Linked DNA regions of Mus musculus: region 1 is linked to region 2. A link is a contact called in public Hi-C data. All regions are on one chromosome and are shown on one strand. The core of a region is the stretch at or near the end of the contact, and the rest is flanking DNA. Distances in the headings are between cores, read along the strand shown. Region 1 has its middle 30 kb from the start of Gm40399. Region 2 has its middle 120 kb from the start of Gm24434.

What was found. Hi-C and Micro-C count contacts between places; a contact is called where the count stands out from the background.
Region 1: a contact with region 2 is called in a Hi-C map of the N1E-115 cell line, with 4 times the contacts expected there. The contact joins two enhancer-like sites. A contact is called at or near these places in 3 of 484 Hi-C or Micro-C datasets (the N1E-115 cell line, nephron progenitors and uterus).

What each region holds. Positions count from the first base shown.
Region 1 is chr12:39,917,425-39,923,569 of GRCm38.p6, reverse strand. No RefSeq gene overlaps it. Among named protein-coding and RNA genes, the nearest start is that of Gm40399, 30 kb to the left of the region's middle. Within about 2 kb of position 3,844, at least 82 of the 459 cell types and tissues checked have an H3K27ac peak or open chromatin away from gene starts, as enhancers often do. A contact at or near this core is called in the N1E-115 cell line, where this site is marked.
Region 2 is chr12:39,734,839-39,741,151 of GRCm38.p6, reverse strand. No RefSeq gene overlaps it. Among named protein-coding and RNA genes, the nearest start is that of Gm24434, 120 kb to the right of the region's middle. Within about 2 kb of position 4,966, at least 27 of the 459 cell types and tissues checked have an H3K27ac peak or open chromatin away from gene starts, as enhancers often do. A contact at or near this core is called in the N1E-115 cell line, where this site is marked.

The DNA.
Region 1 (6,145 bases), core at 2,595-5,094, 180 kb before region 2:
TAAAACATGAAGAGGATCATAAGTCTATAATGCTTGAATGATTCTTTATAGAGTAGACAAGTTTCTGAACACAAGATGTGCAGCTATGCATTGGTTTTTATTCTGAGACGTCTTTGCCCATAAGTTGTGTGCCCCTGAGTATGAGATCTGTAACTCAGCTGTGTGTAGAGATACATAATCTTTCTCATTAGTGTACAGCTCAAATATCTTACAATTATCCATCTACAGTGAATAGATATTTGAGCCAAATTTAGTTTTACATGCATGCTGTGCAATTCTTTGAATGGAGAAAATCTCCATCATTCCTGGTGTTAAGCTTGTTTGATAATGGTATTTTTAAGCTTGTTTGATAATGGTATTTTTAGTTTAAGTATACACCACAAAATGATATAGGCATCCATTCTGATCAGCTGTTTGAGGTTTTCAGATGCCCCACATGTTCAGCCTTGCTGGGTATTGTCAGTTGTTTGCCTCTAAAGTTCTGTTCTATGTATCATAATAGTCAAGGGTAGTTTAATCGAAGTTTTCCTGATTATTCATGTGCTAGCTCTTTTCCATACATGTATCACCTTTGATAGTTACAACCACACGAAAACTTATCTTGGTCATTTCTCCTGAGAACTTCATGTTTTACTTTTTAACTATTATAAAGCTAAATTTTAGACTTTTTTGAATGCAGAGATTATTTGCAGGTAGACTCTGGATTATCTCAGAGTATGCAAGTTAAAATATCAGAAATGTGGTCTGATGTAAAGTAGTTTCTCTTTCCAGTTGGAGACTTGAACATAGTGAAATGGACTACCATCGGCCAATAACAAACCATCAAGAAAGCACACAACTAGACTTTATTTTCCTGATACACATATGGTAAGTTGCTAGTTTGGAAACCATGTCAGAGATGGCCCATTGATTTTATTACTGTGTGGCCAAACACCATTATTAAGAATGGAGCAAGTTGCTTTCAGAGGTCAAGTATACCCTTTATGAAGTGTACTCAAGTAGAAACTGATGCTCATTTGCCAGAGAATAAGAACAGAGTTTTGAATTAAAGTGTAAATGTAACTAGTTTAAACTAAGTTTCTTCTAAACAATGAGATCACTTAATTTTAGGAAATGGGGATTTTTTTTTTAATACAAAAATGCCAATTGCAGGCCTTGAGAAATGGCTCAGCAGGTAAGAACACACAGACTAATAGTGAACCTGAGTTCAATTCAAAGTGTTGGTATCAGGAGCTGACTTTACCATTGCAAAACACCTCCAAACCCAGCCATACATTCCCAACGTCCATTTAGTTTACCTCCCGTCTTTACCAGAGAGCGGTTATATCACAGCCTAAATAAAAGGCAGACCCTCTTGAGCTTCCCACTCTCTCTCTTTTTCTCTTTTCTCCTTTTGTCTCCATAGCTCCCTCTTGTCCCCTTCCCCCACAATAAAGCTCTCTCACGTGGAACTGCATTGGCTTGGTGTGGTCTGTCTGGACATGAGCCTTGATTCTAACACAACACAAAGAACCTGTGTTCAATTCCAAGCACCCTGCCTGGTGGCTTATAACTCTAGTTCCAAGGAATTCATGCCTTTTTCTGACCTCCAGGAGCACCGGGCATGCACCTGATATACATACACATACATGTAAGGAAAACACCAGTACAAATAAAGGAAAGTAATGTTAAAAATGGAAAACAAACCAAACCAACCAACCAACAAACAAAAACCATCAGTTGCACGTCTCTAAAAGATGCCATGATGTTCATGAACCCAGCCAGTCTTAATAATGACTCTGTATAGCAAGCAATACACCTTAATTTCTATTTTATGGATGAAGAAAATGGAGGGCTGAACTTGTTCCAGCTGACTAGCTCCTGGCAGAGACACTTGGCATTGGCCTTGCTTCTCAGTTACTGTGTCTTAGAAGCTGGAATTTATAATCCCCAAGGAACAGGTTGAGCAAACAGATATCCAGCTGTGGGATCAAGGGTGTGTTCAGACGCTTGGCGTTATGCATATGATGTATATGCACATATTTATATCTGATATGTGTATGCCTATGCATATATATTCATTTGCATTGTTTATGGGTGAGATATAGTGTTGGGGGATAATATACAGAATATGCAGGAGCTAAAGTAAATATTGGATTTATATCATGAGGACATCAAGGGCTTGGAGAGAAGCAGACAGACGGATAAGATGACACAAAGAACACCTGTTAAGGGGAATGAGTACAAAGATAATGGCTTCTTGAAAGCCTCTGTTGGCTATATATTGTGGTTGAGAGACACTGAAAGTGAAGTTTTACTGGCACTTAAAAATTCTCTGTGCATACATTCTATATGGCATTCCTTAAAAGTTAGAATAAAAATATTTGAGGGGACCCTTTTACATCAAAAGAAGAAATGGGCAAAAAGGCACAAGAAGACAGTCATTTGTTATTTAGCAAAAATGTCATTATATAGATGTGCCTAAAAATTCTGTTAATTTGTGCAAAAGCCCCTAAATCTTAAAATGGTTATTTTGCTTTATCTAAGCTCCCAACTGTTTGGTATGGATTCAGTAATACAGGTCTATGTTTGTGGCTTTCTATCTCGTAGAGAAGTTTAGATTTCCAAAGAGAAACGCTTTGTGCTGTCTGTAGGCATTGAAAGCCAGACTGAGAATCCTGTTCCTTTCTTGCTGTGTTCAGTGGAGCTGTTGTTTTATCACTTGCCAAGTCGTGGCCACCTGTGGCTCTGCCTTGGCAGCTCTGCACTCAGCAGGCCAGACATTAGGCTCACAGGAAAAGCCTCCTGAAGCGGAGCAAAAAAACGCAATCCTCTCACATGACCAACACTCTGATCAAAGGATTTGCTGAACACATGAGCTGACGTGTTTGCTTCGAGCAGACACTGTCCACTGCTTTTGTTGGCAACGCTGCCAAAGGCTTTTGCACACAAACAATTAGTTGCAAGTCATCTGATTTTCCACACAGGAAACCCAGCATAGAATAGACAGTCCTCTAAAGATTTATCTTCTCTTTTCCTGTTGTGTGTATTCTGTTAAACCTCAGTCACTAATAGACTAATGACGAAGGCCTGGGATCCCTCTGGGAAGTAGCACGTAGTCTCAGGGTTTCTCTAAATATACTTAAGAAGCTTAAGTTTGCCATCTAAGACTCAAGGTGAGCTGAGATGAATCAGCAAAAAAAAAAAAAAAAAAAACCTGGCCAAGACTGTGGAAGTGTAATTAACTCGCTCTTTTAGAAGATTTTTGATACCTTATTTGTATCTGTTCTTGGTAGTCAGGGATATGTCTCTATCTTGTGCCATTTTGAGCTCTTCTCTTCCTTTACAACATGGTTTGATTAAGAGAATGAACTTCGTTATTTAACGGTGGGCAAGACTATTGATTGGGTATAAGCTAAGTTATAAAACTGTTTAAACAAACAACTTTACAGGCTGAATAATTTGCCATGGCTTAGCTTCCAGGAGACACCCTGGCAACTCTTTAGCCTTTGGGAAAATCTCTGACACATAACAATGCAGGAACATTACAGCCTGGGATCTGATGGCATCTAGCCCAGCTAGACAACTAGATTACTAGGACAGCACATTTTACATGCTTCTTTGAGTTTCAATATTCCTATCTCTGAAAAATGACAAGTATATTAACAACAATATTTATAATGGCAAGGTACACACTTATAAATGTCAGTTCTTAGGCAGAGGGCAGAGGGCAGAGGGCAGAGGGCAGAGGGCAGAGCGCAGAGGGCAGAGGCAGAGGCAGAGGCAGAGGCTGAGGCTGAGGCTGAGGCTGATATGTCTTTGTGAGTTGTAGGCTAGCTAGAGCTGGAGAATGAGAACTTGCCTCAACAGAATCAAACCACACCAACAACACTACCACAGTATTAACAAAGGCCAACATCCGTACCATACTTTTTACATGCCTCATGCTATGACTATAATAACTTATGTTTGACCTCACAATGAGAAGTCTACTGTAATATTTGTTTTACTGATGAAGAACTGAGAGGCACAGAGGTTAAGCTGCAAATCATCAGATTTAGAAAGTGGACGAACTGGATGGACTGTGAACATAGGATGCTGTCTACAAAGCATATGTACTATACCATCCTTACGATGCTGCTACTTTCTGACTGGGTGTTCATATAGACGTAGATAAGACTCTTACAATGTCTTCTTCCATTCATCTTACTGTGGTGGTTTGAAAAACGACCCTCATAGACCCATTGGGGGAGTGGTATCACTAGGGGCTTTTGTCTTGTTGAACACATAAGGTTTTATTGGAGGAAATGTGTCACAGGAGGTGGGCTTTGAGGCTTCAGAAGCTCAAACTATGCCCAGTGGCTCACTGTCTTTTCCTGCTCCTTGCCAATTCGGATGTAGAACTCTCAGCTACCTCTCCGGCATCAATTAATTCTGCCTGCATGCTCACCATTCTTAAGACCCAGTCAAAAGCATAGAATACTTTTGAGCCTTGGGTGAAGACATGGCATTCAGACTTGCTCTAAAGAGTACAGCATTACATACTATTTTCTCCTTCCTTAAGGGTTAATCCAGCTGGGATGTTAATCACCTGGCCAAAAGACCATCATCCAGAAAGACCAATTCATCTAAAGCCATGCTAGTGAAACGGGAGGCACATTTTTTTATCTCCCTAGTAAGACAGCATGCATTTTCTTCCCCGGTGTGGTCACTTATGAAGCTGTTGTCATGCAGGTCTGCTTAGTCTGTTCTTCTAAAATTACTCAGAGAAGTGAACCTCTCCCCTCTTTCCATCCTGTTTCTTTTTCCTTTTGGATACTAACCAGATCCTAGGCATGTCTTTATCTGATGTTCTGGACTTTCTCACTCTTTTTCTGAAGCGTCTCCCTGCCATGAGACAGCTTATCCACCATGTAAGTACTTGGTGACATTATACTTCTTAACTTTAATAGAAGAATTTAAAATGGGCTCAGAAGCTAGTTGGAAGCTATTTTATAAGCATTTAAATGTAAAACAATGTGCCAGGCAAGCTGTAAATCTTCTCTATCCCCCTTCTCTTATCAATGAGTTTAAGAACCTTAAGAGGGGCGTCAAATTCCCTGGTGCTGTGCAAAGGAAGATGGCTAGCTGCACTCCTGTGCTCTTGTTCTCAGTCTACTAAAAGTATCCCTGTTGGGACAACCAACAACTGCCTTCAGACATTGCCAAGTATCTCTTGGACGGCAAAACCACTCCTTCCTCAAGAAGGACCATGCTTTAGAGTAAGAAAAGCACCACGTATTTGATGTTGCAGATTATTGATTATAACACTGATTGAATACAAGTTGGTTTTAAATGTTAAAATTTTGGAGTTGGTGCCAGTGATGGCTTAGGGGTTAAGAGGACAGGTTGCTCTTCCAGAGGACCTGGTTTGAGTCCTAGCATCATACATTCAAAAATCATATCTTCGCTATTTCCTTTAAATACCAATTTTCTTATGGGTTCAATCCATCACTTAAAATGTTGGGGTGGAAATAAAGTAAGAATGACCCCTAAACTATAACTTTGGACTTCAAATGTGAGAATGAAGAAATAGTAGTTAAAGTCACCCTTTAAAATATTAGGTTAGCAACACAATTCCACACTCGCCTCTGACAGGTGTGATATCTTTGTACAGGACAATGGCTACCAAAGTGATTTGGGACCCTGGGAATTTGTAACTCAGTGGGCCATAAAATACAGTTTTATCTGATGGAGCTATGAGTGACATCTGTACTACCACTGAGTTATGGAAAAGGGGAATGTACTTAGAGCCAGCATAGATAGGCAGATGTTCTACTAGAAATAATGATTTATTTCTGGTTGTTGGAGCTTCTGGCCTTTTCTACCCATCAGAACACCTCGATTACTGAGAAAGAAAAGCAGTTCAGGGCCTGAGTCCTTTCCCTGGGACAAAGACTTGGTAGTACATCTGCAGCCATTGAAGTCTTTAGAAATTAGATGGCAACTTTTTTTCCCTTTCAGTGACAAATAGCTGAATTCTCACTAAGATGTTTCTTTGTTAAAAAGCATGTTCACATCATGACTGCACCCTAAGTGTTACCCACAAGAAGGATTTGCCTGGCAGGAAAAACGACTTAAATATACGGAAGAACCACAAAAAACAAAACAAAACAAAACAAAACAA
Region 2 (6,313 bases), core at 3,717-6,216:
TGCTTTCTTTCACTTTACTTTCCTGCTTTCTCGTTCTGCCCCACCCTCTTGTCTTTTCTGTTTTTGGTTAAAAAAAAGTGGTTCAAGAGGTGGGGTGGGATAGGGGCTTTCTTTACTTCTCCACTCCCTGTATTGTTTGACCAACTTGCAATGTTACAAAGGGTTTTTTAAAGTCACCTTTTGATTTCTGAGCTCAGAGGTGTGGGTATCTTGCTGAGTGAGAAGGCCACCCTGAAGCTGTTTTTGGTAACTTTCTTCTACTTTCTAAAATGAAGCTCTTCTTTTTATTCAGAGACTTGAAGTTCTTATCATACAGAGCTTTCACTTCCTTAGTTAGAGTCACACCAAGGTATTTTGTATTATTTGTGACTATTGTGAAAGATGTTGTTTCCCTAATTTCTTTCTCAGCCCATTTATCCTTTGTGTAGAGAAAGGCCAACGGATTTCTTTGAGTTAATTTTATATCCAGCTACTCCACTGAAGCTGTTTATCAGGCTTAGGAGTTCTCTGGTGGAATTTTTGGGGTCACTTAAGTATACTATCCTATCATCTGCAAATAGTGATATTTTGACTTCTTCCTTTCCAATTTGTATCCTTTTGATCTGTAGACCTTTTGTTGTCTAATTGCTCTGGCTAGGACTTCAAGTGCTATATTGAATAGGTAGGGAGAGATTGGACAGCCTTGTCTAGTCCCTGGTTTTAGTGGGATTGCTTCAAGTTTCTCTCCATTTAGTTTGATGTTGGCTACTGGTTTGCTGTATATTGCTTTTATTATGGTTAGGTATGGGCCTTGAATTCCTGATCTTTCTGAGACTTTAATCAATTCTTCAAAGAGTTAGAAAGGGCAATTTGCAAATTCATCTGGAATAACCAAAAAACCTAGAATAGCAAACAATATTCTCAACAATAAACGAACCTCTGATGGAATCAACATCCCTGATCTCAAGCTATACTACAGAGCAATTGTGACAAAAATTGCATGATACACTGGCAGACAGGTAGATCAATGGAACAGAATTGAACACCAAGAAATGAACCCACACACCTATGGTCACTTGATCTTTGACAAAGGAGCTAAAACCATCCAGTGGAAAAAAGACAGCATTTTCAACAAATGGTGCTGGTCCAACTGGCAGTTAGAGTGTAGAAGAATGTAAATTAATCCATTCTTTTCTCCTTGTACAGAGCTCAAGTCTAAACGGATCAAGGAACTCTACATAAAACCAGAGATACTGAAACTTATAGAGGAGAAAGTGGGGAAGAGCCTTGAAGATATGGGCACAGGGGAAAAATTTCAGTACAGCAATGGCTTGTGCTGTAAGATCAAGAATTGACAAATGGGACCTTATAACATTGCAAAGCTTCTGTAAGGCAAAGGACACTGCCAATAAGACAAAACAGCAACCAACGAATTGGGAGAAGATCTTTACCAATCCTAAATCTGATGGGGGGCTAATATTCAATATATATAAAGAACTCAAGAAGTTGGACTCCAGAAAACCAAATAACCCTATTAAAAATGAGGTACAGAACTAAACAGAGAACTCTCAACTGAGGAATAATGAGTGGCTGAGAAGCACCTAGAGAACTGTTCAACATCCTTAATCATCAGGGAAATGAATCAAAACAACTCTGAGATTCCACCTCACACTAGTCAGAATGGCTAAGACCAAAAATTCAGGTGACAGCAGATTCTGGCAAGGATGTAGAGAAAGAACACTCCTCCATTGCTGGTTGGGTTGCAAGCTAGTACAACCTTTCTGGAAATCAGTCTGAATGTTCCCCAGAAAATTGGACATAATACTACCAGAAGATCCAGCAATACCTCTCCTGGGCATATACCCAGACGATGTTTCCACTTGTAATAAAGACACATGCTTCACTATGTTCATAGCAGCCTTATTTATAATAGCCAAAATCTGGAAAGAACCTAGATGTCCCTCAAAAGAAGAATGGATACAGAGAATGTTGTACCTTTACACAATGGAGTACTATGCAGCTATTAAAAACAATGAATTTATGTTTTTTTTAATGAAACTCATAGAAAAATGGACATATCTGGAGGATATCATCCTAAGTGAGGTAACCCAATCAAAAAAGAACACACATGATATGCACTCACTGATAAGTGGATATTAATCCAGAAGCTCAGAATTCCCAAGATACAATTTGCAAAACACATGAACCCCAAGAAGAAGGAAGAACAAAGTGTGGTTACTTCGATCCTTCTTAGAAGGGAGAACAAAATACCCATGGAAAGAGTTATAGAGACAATGTTTGGAACAGAGACTGAAGGAGTGACTATCCAGAGACTGCCCCGCCTAGAAATCCATCCCATAAACAACCACTAAACTCAGACACTATTGTGGATGACAACAAGAGCTTTCTGACAGGAGCCTGATATAGCTGTCTCCTGAGAGACTCTGCCAGTGCCTGGGAAATACAGAAGTGGATGCTCACAGTCATCCATTGGACAGAGCACAAGGTCCCCAATGAAGGAGTTAGAGAAAGTACCCAAGAAGCTGAAGGGGTTTGCAGCCCCAAAGGAGGAACAAGATAACCAGTACCCCCAGACCTCCCTGGGACTAAACCACCAATCAAAGAAAACACATGGTGGGACATGTGTCTCTAGCTGCATATGTAGCAGAGGATGGCCAAGTTGGTCATCAATAGGAGGAGAGGCCCTTGGTCTTGTGAAGGTTCTATACCCAAGTATAGGTTAATGCCAGGGCCAGGAAGCAAGAATGGGTGGGTTGTGCACCAGGGGAAGGGCAGAGGGGTTAGGGGATTTTTGGAGGGGAAACTAGGAAAGGAAATAACATTTGAAATGTTAATAAAGAATATATCTAATAAAAATAATAAAAAAAATAAAGTGCCTCGGCCAAGAATGTACATTGTCCCTGGAAGAAATTTCGAAGGACAATGTGGCTACGGAACAGGGAAAGGAGCAAGTGATGCTATCCAGAGAAGACAGAGCCTCTGGGCCCAGTGGCCACATGGCTTCAATGGATTCAGATGGAATGGTACTAAGTGGGTCAGAAAAGGCACAGCATGCTTGCAGTCACATCCCATCTGCTTCATAAAGACTAAGTCACTGGAATAAAGACACTGCTAGTGACTCCTGTCAGGAGGCTCTGCAGTGCCATGGGAAGAAATAATAGCAGTTGGACACAGGTAACAGATCTGAAACAAGAAAAAAAATTATTCACAACTTGAAAAAAAGAGGACTTACTGAAAGAAAGTAGGAAGACACAATAAAAATAAAGAGAACTCCATCTTTTTTTTTTTTCCTCGTGACAAGTAGCTAGTAGGAATTTCACTTACCAGGAGCCAGAAAGATGAAGAGTAATACCAGGACTTCAGTGTCTGGCATGATCTATTTGAAATGTTAGAAATACTGAGTGGGTGGTTGGAGTTTAGAGAAAAATCAGGCACAGAGAAATATTTCAGGAGTCATCAGAATTGTATCAGTTATTTGTGTATAAGAAATAACCATAGAGTCCTGGTGTAGTACATCAGCAACACCTTATTTTCCAGGTATGCAAATTGACTTAAATTGGCCTGTATAGGTCACTCTTATCGAGGTGGTTCTACTTAAGTGAAGGTTTATAGTGGGCTTCGTTCCCCTGTGTGGTAACCCTCTCTGCATGTGTCACTCCCGGGAGTGGGTTATCTTCCCACTGGCAGAAGTATGAGAGAGTGAGTTCTGGTCAAATACATCTCGTGTTTAATATAATATTTTCCTATGAGTGAAGCCCGGAAGCAGGGGCTTCAATTGTTGCAGATGGAAGTGAAGGGATGATGCTGAGTCTGTAGTCTGCCACTTATGTATGGCCATGTACAGACTCATGTGCCACAGACATAGAGGGGGAGTCCACTCGATTGCACCAGTTAACTTTCTCACCAGCAGTGAGTGAGCATTCCTGGCTCCTCTGCTTCTTCCAGCTTTTGTTACTGTGCTAAATGGACTTGCCCACATGAGGATAGGAAATAGCATTTGTTTGACTAACACTAACTATATCCAATTCCGCTGTAGATAGAAAAACTCAGAGTTACTGTGCAACTTTGCATTTCTTCCAGTGCCTTAATGTGCCTTGGCCTGGTGGCCAGAAAATAAAGCTTCTTTGAAGATTTTGTATCTTTAGCCATCTTTCCCTTTCTACTTAGTGACGAAACATGTAGGAGAAAAGGTGTCAAATGATTGTGGCTTGTAACTCTAACCCAACAGGTAGAGTTTGCTGTCCTTGAATTGCTTTAATTTATCTAAAGTGATCCTGTTTTGGCCTTGCTCATGACTTGAGGCAATACACTGAGACTCTCACTTGCACATACGATGTTGACAAGATGATAAGGCTGATGCAGAGGACTCACCATGCCTCTGTACAGATGGGAAGGCCTCTCATTTTCAAGTCTTTATTGTGAGAAAGTGACCTGTCTGCTCTGTGACTAAAGTATCACATATGCCTGGTCCCTTCGTAACAAATGGTATTATGCCCTACTTACAATGCCCAATCTGTTCGAGTCTGTTGAGATTCATTGCATGAGGGCTGCATAAATCCTCAGGGAGCTAAAAGTCTAAGCCTAGGTAAAAATACATAGGCTGAGTGGCTGCGGTGCCTATCTTAGGAAAGGGATGCTAATGTGAGGACCACACATTGTCCTTAGGCACACTGTATGCAGCTTTGGTTATCTTTTTAGAAACAAGCACGTGGGGAGGGAGCTGTGGTAAAGCTTCAAATAAGAGTGAGCAGTTTCATTTTCAGTAATGGCACTCGTGATGAGGAGCACAGAACTGCAGACTTCCAGTGCAGAAATAGAAACTCCATTAAGAAATAAAAACACTGTGTGTTCTACTGCTCGATAAGAGTATTTCTCTATTCATTCCCAGTGGGTTTGTTCTCTCGGAACAAGACACTTTGCATGACTGCTGATTTGATCTAGAGAAATATCTATGCTGAACTCTAATTAACTAGAGCACCGTGTGGAGTTCTGCATCCAGGAGGTTAGAGATTTATGGCTCTGTGGCTTTGTGTACCTGACTAGACTGTCAAGTACATTTAGTCAATGCATACTTGCTGTATATGGTTATTTTGTTATCTTTTTATATTTAGAAGAATAGATTTTCCTTCTCTTAGAGAATGGCAAACATGTTTGGTACTGAGAGTATGTTTGTAGGATAATTAAATGGCCGGTGGCCCTTTATTTGACTTGCGGGAGGCCAGCAAGGGAAGTCAAACACTAGATAGAAAAGAGATTTGGACCGATGTTAGAAGGGACTTCTGCCAACATAAGAGACTGTGAAAGGGTAAAACAAAAATGTGGGAGCTGTAGCTAATTTAGAGTAAGCTAATAAAAATATTCCTACAGAAATAAAAAGAGTATTTGAAGGGTATGGGTTTTCTAACATTATTATGCATGGATCTTGTTGAGTTAGCTGTATATGTCAGCTATCCAGTATTTTTAGTGTGTTGTCCATGTGAAAGAGTTATTCTGTCTAAAACACAAGGCATATCAAGCAGCCTGTCTGACTTCATGATATTATCTTGCTGCCTGTAGTCCAGTGGTCTATTCAGTAGATTATGAGAGCAGATTTTATAAGTACATGTTTTCTGATGCTTGGCATTTGGGTTTGAGGGCTCATATATAAGGTGACAGAATAATAAAGCATATTTTAATAGACAAGGTACTCTATGGTCAAAGGTCAATATCCACTCAAACATTTTAAATATTTATAAATATTTTGAAAAGTCAAGATGACATGAAAAGTCTCTAAAAATACTTTTATATCAGCATTATTCAGGGTGAGCAGGAGATAAATAATATATCTGTAACAACCTAAGACCAGTTATAAACATTGTGGCTTGAAAAGAATACATATGTGTGTGTAAGTGTGTGTGTGCACATGTGTGTGTATCTATGTGTATGCATATGTGTAAATCTGTGTGTATGTGTGTGAGAATGCGTGTGTATATATATGTGTATGCATATGTATGTATGAATGCATATAACTGTACATATATGTAAACATGTATTTAGAAGAAGGTAGGAGAGTGAGAGAGCAAGGAAATAGCTGTTTTTTTGCTAAATTTATGCAATTGTTTTATTGAATACTAGGGATGGTCTGAACAACCAAATTGAAAAGCATCTTTTCTGTGATGGCATGCTACACACACACACACACACACACACACACACACACACACACAAACACACACCCACACAACCCATACACACATTCATGTTTAACATCTTTTTACTAAAATCTCTAAAGTGAATAAACAACTGTTTGCAAAGGCAAATAATATATTAGCCA